2 separate regions of the Rattus norvegicus genome follow, and region 1 is linked to region 2. The links are chromatin contacts, called in public Hi-C maps. All regions are on one chromosome and are shown on one strand. The core of a region is the stretch at or near the end of the contact, and the rest is flanking DNA. Distances in the headings are between cores, read along the strand shown.

Region 1 (3,471 bases), core at 49-2,548, 100 kb before region 2:
CCTGTGTGAGTTCCAGTCGTGACTTCCTTTGGTGATGAACAGCAATGTGCAAGTGTAAGCTGAATAAACCTTTTCCTCCCCAACTTGCTTCTTGGTCCTGGTGTTCTGTGCAGGAATAGAAACCCTAAGACAGGATTATTAAAAAAAAAAAAGTATGACACTATTCACTGAAACCAAAGCACCAATCTTTTAAAAGAATTTTTTTATTTAGTTTTTTTATACAAATTATTTGATCATGTTTTCTTTCCTATCTTTTTTCAACTTTATGTTGATTCTTGGTGAATTTTACATCACTTGCCTCAATCCCACTTATCTCTCTGTCCGTTCATACCCGCCCTCTGCCCCTGCAAGAACCATTGTGGGCTTTGTTTCATTGCTCTGGCATGTGGTAATTAGCCCTGCAGAACTCCCTGCTCCCGTCAGTCCATCCGATGCCATGCACGTCCAAAATCTCCACATCAGGAAAGAGAAAGGGAGTAAACTCTTCCCTTGGAAAATCCCATCTGGGTTAACTCATGAATAATGCTCCCTTCTGCTAAATATGCCCAGAAGAGAAGCTACAGTCACTCAGAAGCCCAGCCGTGCAGCTTACTCTCAAGAAAACCACACCGGCCCCTTGCCACCCTCCATTCCTTAATAACCACAACTCCTTCAAATAAAAGAAAGAAAATCCTGTGAACTCAGAATATAACTCCCAAGAAATACATACCCACCTCTTCGCCCTCTTCCTTCCCACAAATCTTCCCTTACACACACACACACACACACACACACACACACACGCACACACGCACACATGCACAAACACATGCACTAGCAGCGGATCAGAAAGGCAGATTGAGCCCTGCTAGCGGCCAGTCACACAATAAACCTTCCTGTGCCGGGGTCCGGGACAGGGAGTGGGGTAGGAGAGTTCAAGTTCAGTAGCATTGGCTTCTGTGTGAGTCTGGTAGCATAGCCCTTACTGAATACCACGGGTTTCTTCTTATTTAAAATGAGTTGGTATTTCTACTATGTTCCAGCCTAGCCTAGGCTACAGTGTGCTACCTTGTAGCCACACTGTGTGTATGCTAGGGTCCATGCGGCTAACAAATTACTTTTAAAAAAAAAAGTTTTGTTTTGTTTTGTTTTTTTTTCATTTAAAGGAAATTGAAAGAGAAAAAGGGAAACTGAGACATATTACGCATCTGTCCACAAGCTACCAGACGAGACTCAGAGAAGTCTTGCCTGGTGCAAGACACCAAGGCGAGCAAGAAAATCAAGCCAAGCCTAGGAGGCTGTCTCAGCCAATGGATCCCATTCCTCACATACCAGGGGTCCCAGATGAGGCCTCTGGACCAGATGATGCTATTGAACTATGCAGCTGCCGTTTGCAATTTCCTTTTCTGTCTCCAGGGTCCGAGGTTTCATTTCACTTTAAATCCAGCAGGCTCTTGCCAAACCAATGAGACGACCCCATCTGAGACAAGACCACTGAAATCAGAGCCAGCCCCCTTCAACTTAAGCCCTGGCAGCTGGGTTCCAATGCAGCAGGAGAATTATTAAATTCCCTTAACTCCCCATGCCCCACCCCCTGGCCTCCGGCAAAGAAAGAATGTCCCAGTAGACTCGCACTTGACATCCTTTGGAATCCCTTAGGTATGAGAACCTAAGCAGAAATTACATATAGGGTTTTGCATTTAATTCAGACACCCAAAATAAATATGTCCTGCCTGGAGTTCCTCAGTGAACAAAGCATGCATAGTATGCACACGGAGGGCGAGGTGCTGGAAAGATGCCCAAGAATGTGAAATCAACAGCCTTGAGCCTACTAGCTAAAAGGGTGTGAACACGGAAACCCTTCCAGAATAATCAAACCAGATAGGACTTAGGGCCAGACAGGTTTAAATGCCAGTCCCTATGCTTGGGTGGGGAACGGGGGTTTAGCATGCTGCCTCTCTCTCTCTCTCTCTCTCTCTCTCTCTCTCTCTCTCTCTCTCTCTCACCAACAGTGACACCCAGCCCTTCTCTTAGGGTGGTCCTAAGCACAAGGGATTTATAAGTGCTCTAGAGCCTGGAAATCAACCACCCAAGCATCTACTGTTAATGTTGCAGGGCAAGCTTCCAAAGTTAGTGTCATGTTTTTCAGACAGGTTTGCTATGCATTCTGATTCTCTTTGGTCTTTGTTTTGCTTCCTGGTCCTTTGGTCTCTCCTTCACATGCTCGAAGTCATCAAAGAACAGGCCTGTGTTTGTTTCATAATTCACACGGTGTTCAAGCAATATTCCAACACAAAAAAGCAGCCCCGGGAAGTACAAGATCCCAAAAAGGAAGAGAAAAACACTCAGCACACACACACACACACACACACACACACACACACACACACACACACATCACTTTGCTTTATTTTGTTTTTCTAGTCTAAAAGGAAATTTGGTGTTTTAAGATAGAGGAAGGGAAATAAAAAAATTTAGTTCAAAATTTAGAAGAAGGCAGTTCTCAAAAGATGGCTTATAATTGACCAAAAAAAAAAAAATTCAATATCCTTAGCTATCAGGAAATGCCATTGAAATTCCATCTCACTCCAGTCAGAATGTGAATATCTAGCATTGAAGAATGTAACAGGCTTTACTGAGGATGGGGGTGAGACCCTTAGACCCTGCTGATGAGAACATAAAGTTCACCATGGAAATCAACAGCTGGCCATTCCTCAGAAAACTAAGAATAGAATCACCATATGGCCCAGCTGAATGCTTCTAAGACCATACTAGACAGAGATACCTACACATATGTGTTTCTTGCAGCCCTATTCACGATAGCTAAGTTCTGGAATCATCCTAGATGACTACTAACAGACTAGACACAGCAGCAGTAAAGTCTCAGGACGGGAAAACTGTCCCCTTCTGGTCAAAAGGATGAAATCTGTGGCCTGGGCAAAGACCTAACATCCTAGTTGGGCAGGAGTAATTTTCCTAAGGGACCATCCTTCAGGAAGGTGCGACACTCCTTAGAAAGTCCAGGTCCCCTGAAGTCACACTAGAGATAGGTTGAATAACCAGACATTTAATGAAATAGTGTACTTTTTCTTCCCTGAACTATCCCTGAATACATGCGGATCCTACAAATGGCCATGACATCCCTTGGGTGAGCTCACCTTTCTGAATCCTAAGTTTTCTTTTCACTTTTTCCTTTATCATGAGAAGGCAAGGGTGACTCCATGACAGGTTTCAAATTGGCAGTTCAAGAGATGAGGCCTAAATCTCTGTTTGTAAGAACTGGGCAAGTCCAGGAAAGTCCTGCCCTCAGAAGCTGCCCCACTACCTGGCCTGAGGCAAGGACAATGAGTCAGCAGCAGTTTCCAGGTTTTTTCTCAGCTACTTCCTCAGCAACAATTCCCAAACTTCTCTAGCAACAGTTTCCATCCCCCACACCCCAGTAATGGAATGTCCCTAGAAATGGAGTAAGATATAGGTCACCAACCCCAGAAT
Region 2 (3,517 bases), core at 276-2,775:
GCCGTGGTGGCACACACCTTTGACCTCTGTTGCACTCAGGAGGAGGCTGACAGATCTGAGTTCGAGGCCAGTCTGGTCTATATACTGAGCTCTAGAACAGCCAGGACTACATAGAGACCCTTCTTGAAAATACAAAATAAAGCGTATCTTTAAATTTAAAGGTCCATTTTTAAGAACTTAAGGTTATGCTTTTCAATTCCTTTCAATATAACCATAAATAGGTAAACATTGTTCAAGTATTTTTCCATTGATATTTTTTATTTTGTTCATGTTTAAAATTTAAGACTTTTTATAGAAGATACTCTCGAGCTTAGACACTGAGGAAATGATTAAGATACTGTGAATCTGAGGTCAGCTACTTCCTCTCCGGAGAAGTATTCTGAAACATTTCCTGTGTGGGTATACATTTACATTGTCCCAAAACATATGTACAGTGGAGACATTATACATTTTCATTGGCATTTACTAACTACACGTCTTATTGCAACTTTTTACATGTATAGTGAACTCTGATCATGTTTGCCCATATATGCAATTTGTTACTGGGAAACATTTGTGGTCAGTATTGTGTTCTAGGAAACAGAACTGTGGTATATTTGAGATTGCGTCAGGTCAACAGCATGAGTTTTACAGGACTCCTGGCTTCCTCTAAAATTAAAAATCTAGTATGAACGACTACATGCAAAGAAAGTTGACTATTGAGGAGTTTCTAAATGTTGCGTTTCGTCTTGTTTCATTACCAAACATTAGGTTTGATGAAGTTAGGGATGTTTGGGGGTGGGGTGGGGTGCGGGTCTTAACCTAGACGACTTAACAAAAATACAAAGAAGGGATTTGTTTTAAGCCTCAAGGAACTATTGAAACCAAAGCGTTTGGTAAAAGGGTAAGAAGCGAATGGGAGACTTAAAAAATGCAATTTTGTAACAAATTGAAGCAGTATGGAAACCTTCGGCTGTGGAAGTCTGGCTTTCCCTAGATTCCAGACAAAAGAAGCGTTTGCAAACCCAGGAGATTTGACTTCCTACGCTCCCTGATCCATAGTCTGCCTGGTTTCCCCGCTTCCCCTTCGGGACCAGAATTCGATGGAAAGCCAGGCTGCCGCCATTCTTGGGGGGCTCGGTGTCCCGAGAGGGAGCCAGGCCCCGGCAAAGGGTCCTCAAAAGCTGGCGCAGAACTCCGCCGATCAGAAGGCGACCGAGGCCGGTGCGAGGCTTCTCCGGTGCAGGGAGCAGGAGAGGAAACAGCGCGCCAAACCAGTACCGCCCATGCCTTATCTGCGTCCGAGGGGAAGGGTGGAGAGCCGAGGAAACAGCGGCCCCCACGCCCCAGCTCCCGCCCGAGCGCCTTTTAAACTGCGTTTCTGCACCTCTCGCCCTGCGCCGCGGCGGCTGGAACCCGCGCGAGCCGCCCAGCCAATCCGCGCCGCGCTTCCTCCGGGCGCCCGCCAATGGCGGCGCGTGTTCTTGGGGCGTGCACGAGACAGGCTCCCCCTCCCCACCCCACGCACTAGCTTGTGTGTGGGCTAGGCTCGCTGCGGGCTCCAGGCTTGGCCGCACTTGCTCACCAGTGGTGCGCCCGGGGCTTTTGTGGCTTAGCCGGCCTGGGCTTTGTGTCCGAGTTCTGCTCCGTGCCTGCGGCGCTTCTCCCGGTCAGGGATTCCCGAGGCGGCGTGCGCAGCCCCCGGGACCAGCGAGCGATCGAGCGAGCGCGCCGGCTTGAGCGGTGGCGACTGCGAGGGGCCGAGGAGGAGAGAAGGAGGGGGACGAGATGCCGGAGTTCCTAGAGGACCCTTCGGTCCTGACCAAAGACAAGTTGAAGAGCGAGTTGGTCGCCAACAACGTGACGCTCCCGGCCGGCGAGCAGCGCAAGGACGTGTACGTGCAGCTCTACCTGCAGCACCTCACGGCGCGCAACCGGCCGCCGCTCGCCGCGGGAGCCAACAGCAAAGGGCCGCCCGACTTCTCGAGCGACGAGGAGCGCGAGCCCACCCCAGTGCTTGGCTCCGGGGCCTCCGTGGGTCGCGGCCGCGGCGCCGTCGGCAGGGTAAGGCGAGTCCCCGGTCGGGGCCACGGAGACGGGCGTTTGACGGCCGCGGCGCGTGCTCGGCAGCGGGGCTGGCCCCGCGCGGGGGGACCCTGTGCCCGCGGCGCCCCAGTCGTGAGGCCCGGCGGGGAGGGCGCGGAGTGGGGAGTCCTCGGTGCGAGCCGCCGCGGCTTTGCAACTTTGCTGCTTGGCCCGATGCACCGCCGGGCTCCGGATCCGTGTGCACGGTCCGGAGTGGGTGTAGACGCGGCCTTCGGAGCCGTTTTCTAAAGCCCTACAGGCTTGGCCCCAGCACGCGAGGTGAAGTTCTAGCGTTTTCCCGCTTTAGCACTGAAGTGACTCGCAACAGTGTCAGAGCGCTCCCTGGAGGGCAGTTTGCGACATAGTCATCTCTGGCCTTTTTTTTTTTTTTTTTTTTTTTAAATAAAGGCATTCCCGCCTTTTTATGTCTTTACAGATGGAGGGCTTTTTGAACCGTTTGTTTCCTCGTTCGCCTTGCTCTTCCAGTCAGTAGGCCCCGCCGTAAGTGGGCTGGGCTAGCTGTACTGTAAATGGACCGCCTTAGGCTGCATTTGGAAAAGTTACTTCATACTGGAGTTAGACGTACTGGAGAATCCCAGCTAGTAAGAGTTTATCATTTTGCCGGAGGAAGTAAAGCAAAAAAAAAAAGTTTACGACGCACTGATGTATCAATATTACAATTTGATGCCTCAGATCAGTAAAGTGTAAGACAGGTTCCCGCCAGTGTATACCATTTTGCTTTTTTTTTGTTGTTGCTGGGTTTTTTTTTGGGAGGGAGGGGGGCTACGTTTTAAATAGTACTTTGTAGGTTTATTTTGAGTTAATAGAATTCAAGTCATTAAAAGTTAAGACTATTGACTTGGTGTAACTTAAACTCTTTTGAGAGACACGTGAATGTTTTGATTGGTGTCCCTATTTACTGATCGCGGCTTGCCTCGTTTTGGTGCTGGGAATTGAACTCAAAGCCTCTTTGCTTAGCATGCGGGGGGGGGGGGCGACCACACCTCAAGCTGTTTGCTTCGAAAGTTTTACAGTGTTGTTTAACGTTAATTTTGTTTTAAATATGTTCTTTTTCCTGATTGCTCGAACAAGAATGAAAGCTGTGTCAAACGCATGTGTGGATTTAGTTGAGAAAACTTTGGCCCTGAGCTTTCATTTCTCAAGTGTCTTAAGATTGGCACAAGTCAGTGTCTAGTAAGCACTAGTTCGAGCACTAGTTCCAGCTCTATTCCCAGCTGGAGTCCATGGCCATCCTCATCCTAAAACCAAGTAAAGATTGATCCGCCTATTATCTTTGGGGTCTCCTATTTGTGGATTTTGGGGGACAAACATGTTACATATTTGTATATGTGTGTGTTAGGATTTTTATTTTGTGTGTGTGTGTGTTTTAAGATTTTTATTTTTTTATGTTCACTGGTGTTTCTCCTGCATGTGTCTCAGGGTGCCAGATCCC

Evidence for each region. Hi-C and Micro-C count contacts between places; a contact is called where the count stands out from the background.
Region 1: a Hi-C map of the A7r5 cell line shows a contact between it and region 2, with 6 times the contacts expected there. The contact joins the enhancer-like site here to the promoter of Tmpo in region 2. A contact is called at or near these places in 11 of 12 Hi-C or Micro-C datasets (the A7r5 cell line, the Rat2 cell line, Schwann cells and 7 more).

What each region holds. Positions count from the first base shown.
Region 1 is chr7:27,656,593-27,660,063 of GRCr8, reverse strand. No RefSeq gene overlaps it. Among named protein-coding and RNA genes, the nearest start is that of Trnad-guc1, 92 kb to the right of the region's middle. Within about 2 kb of position 1,298, at least 12 of the 93 cell types and tissues checked have an H3K27ac peak or open chromatin away from gene starts, as enhancers often do. A contact at or near this core is called in the A7r5 cell line and Schwann cells, where this site is marked.
Region 2 is chr7:27,552,943-27,556,459 of GRCr8, reverse strand. Tmpo (thymopoietin) reads left to right here and starts at 1,525. Exons shown (of 4, transcript NM_001395714.1): 1 at 1,525-2,043. The coding sequence starts at 1,768. It also overlaps the pseudogene LOC103692820.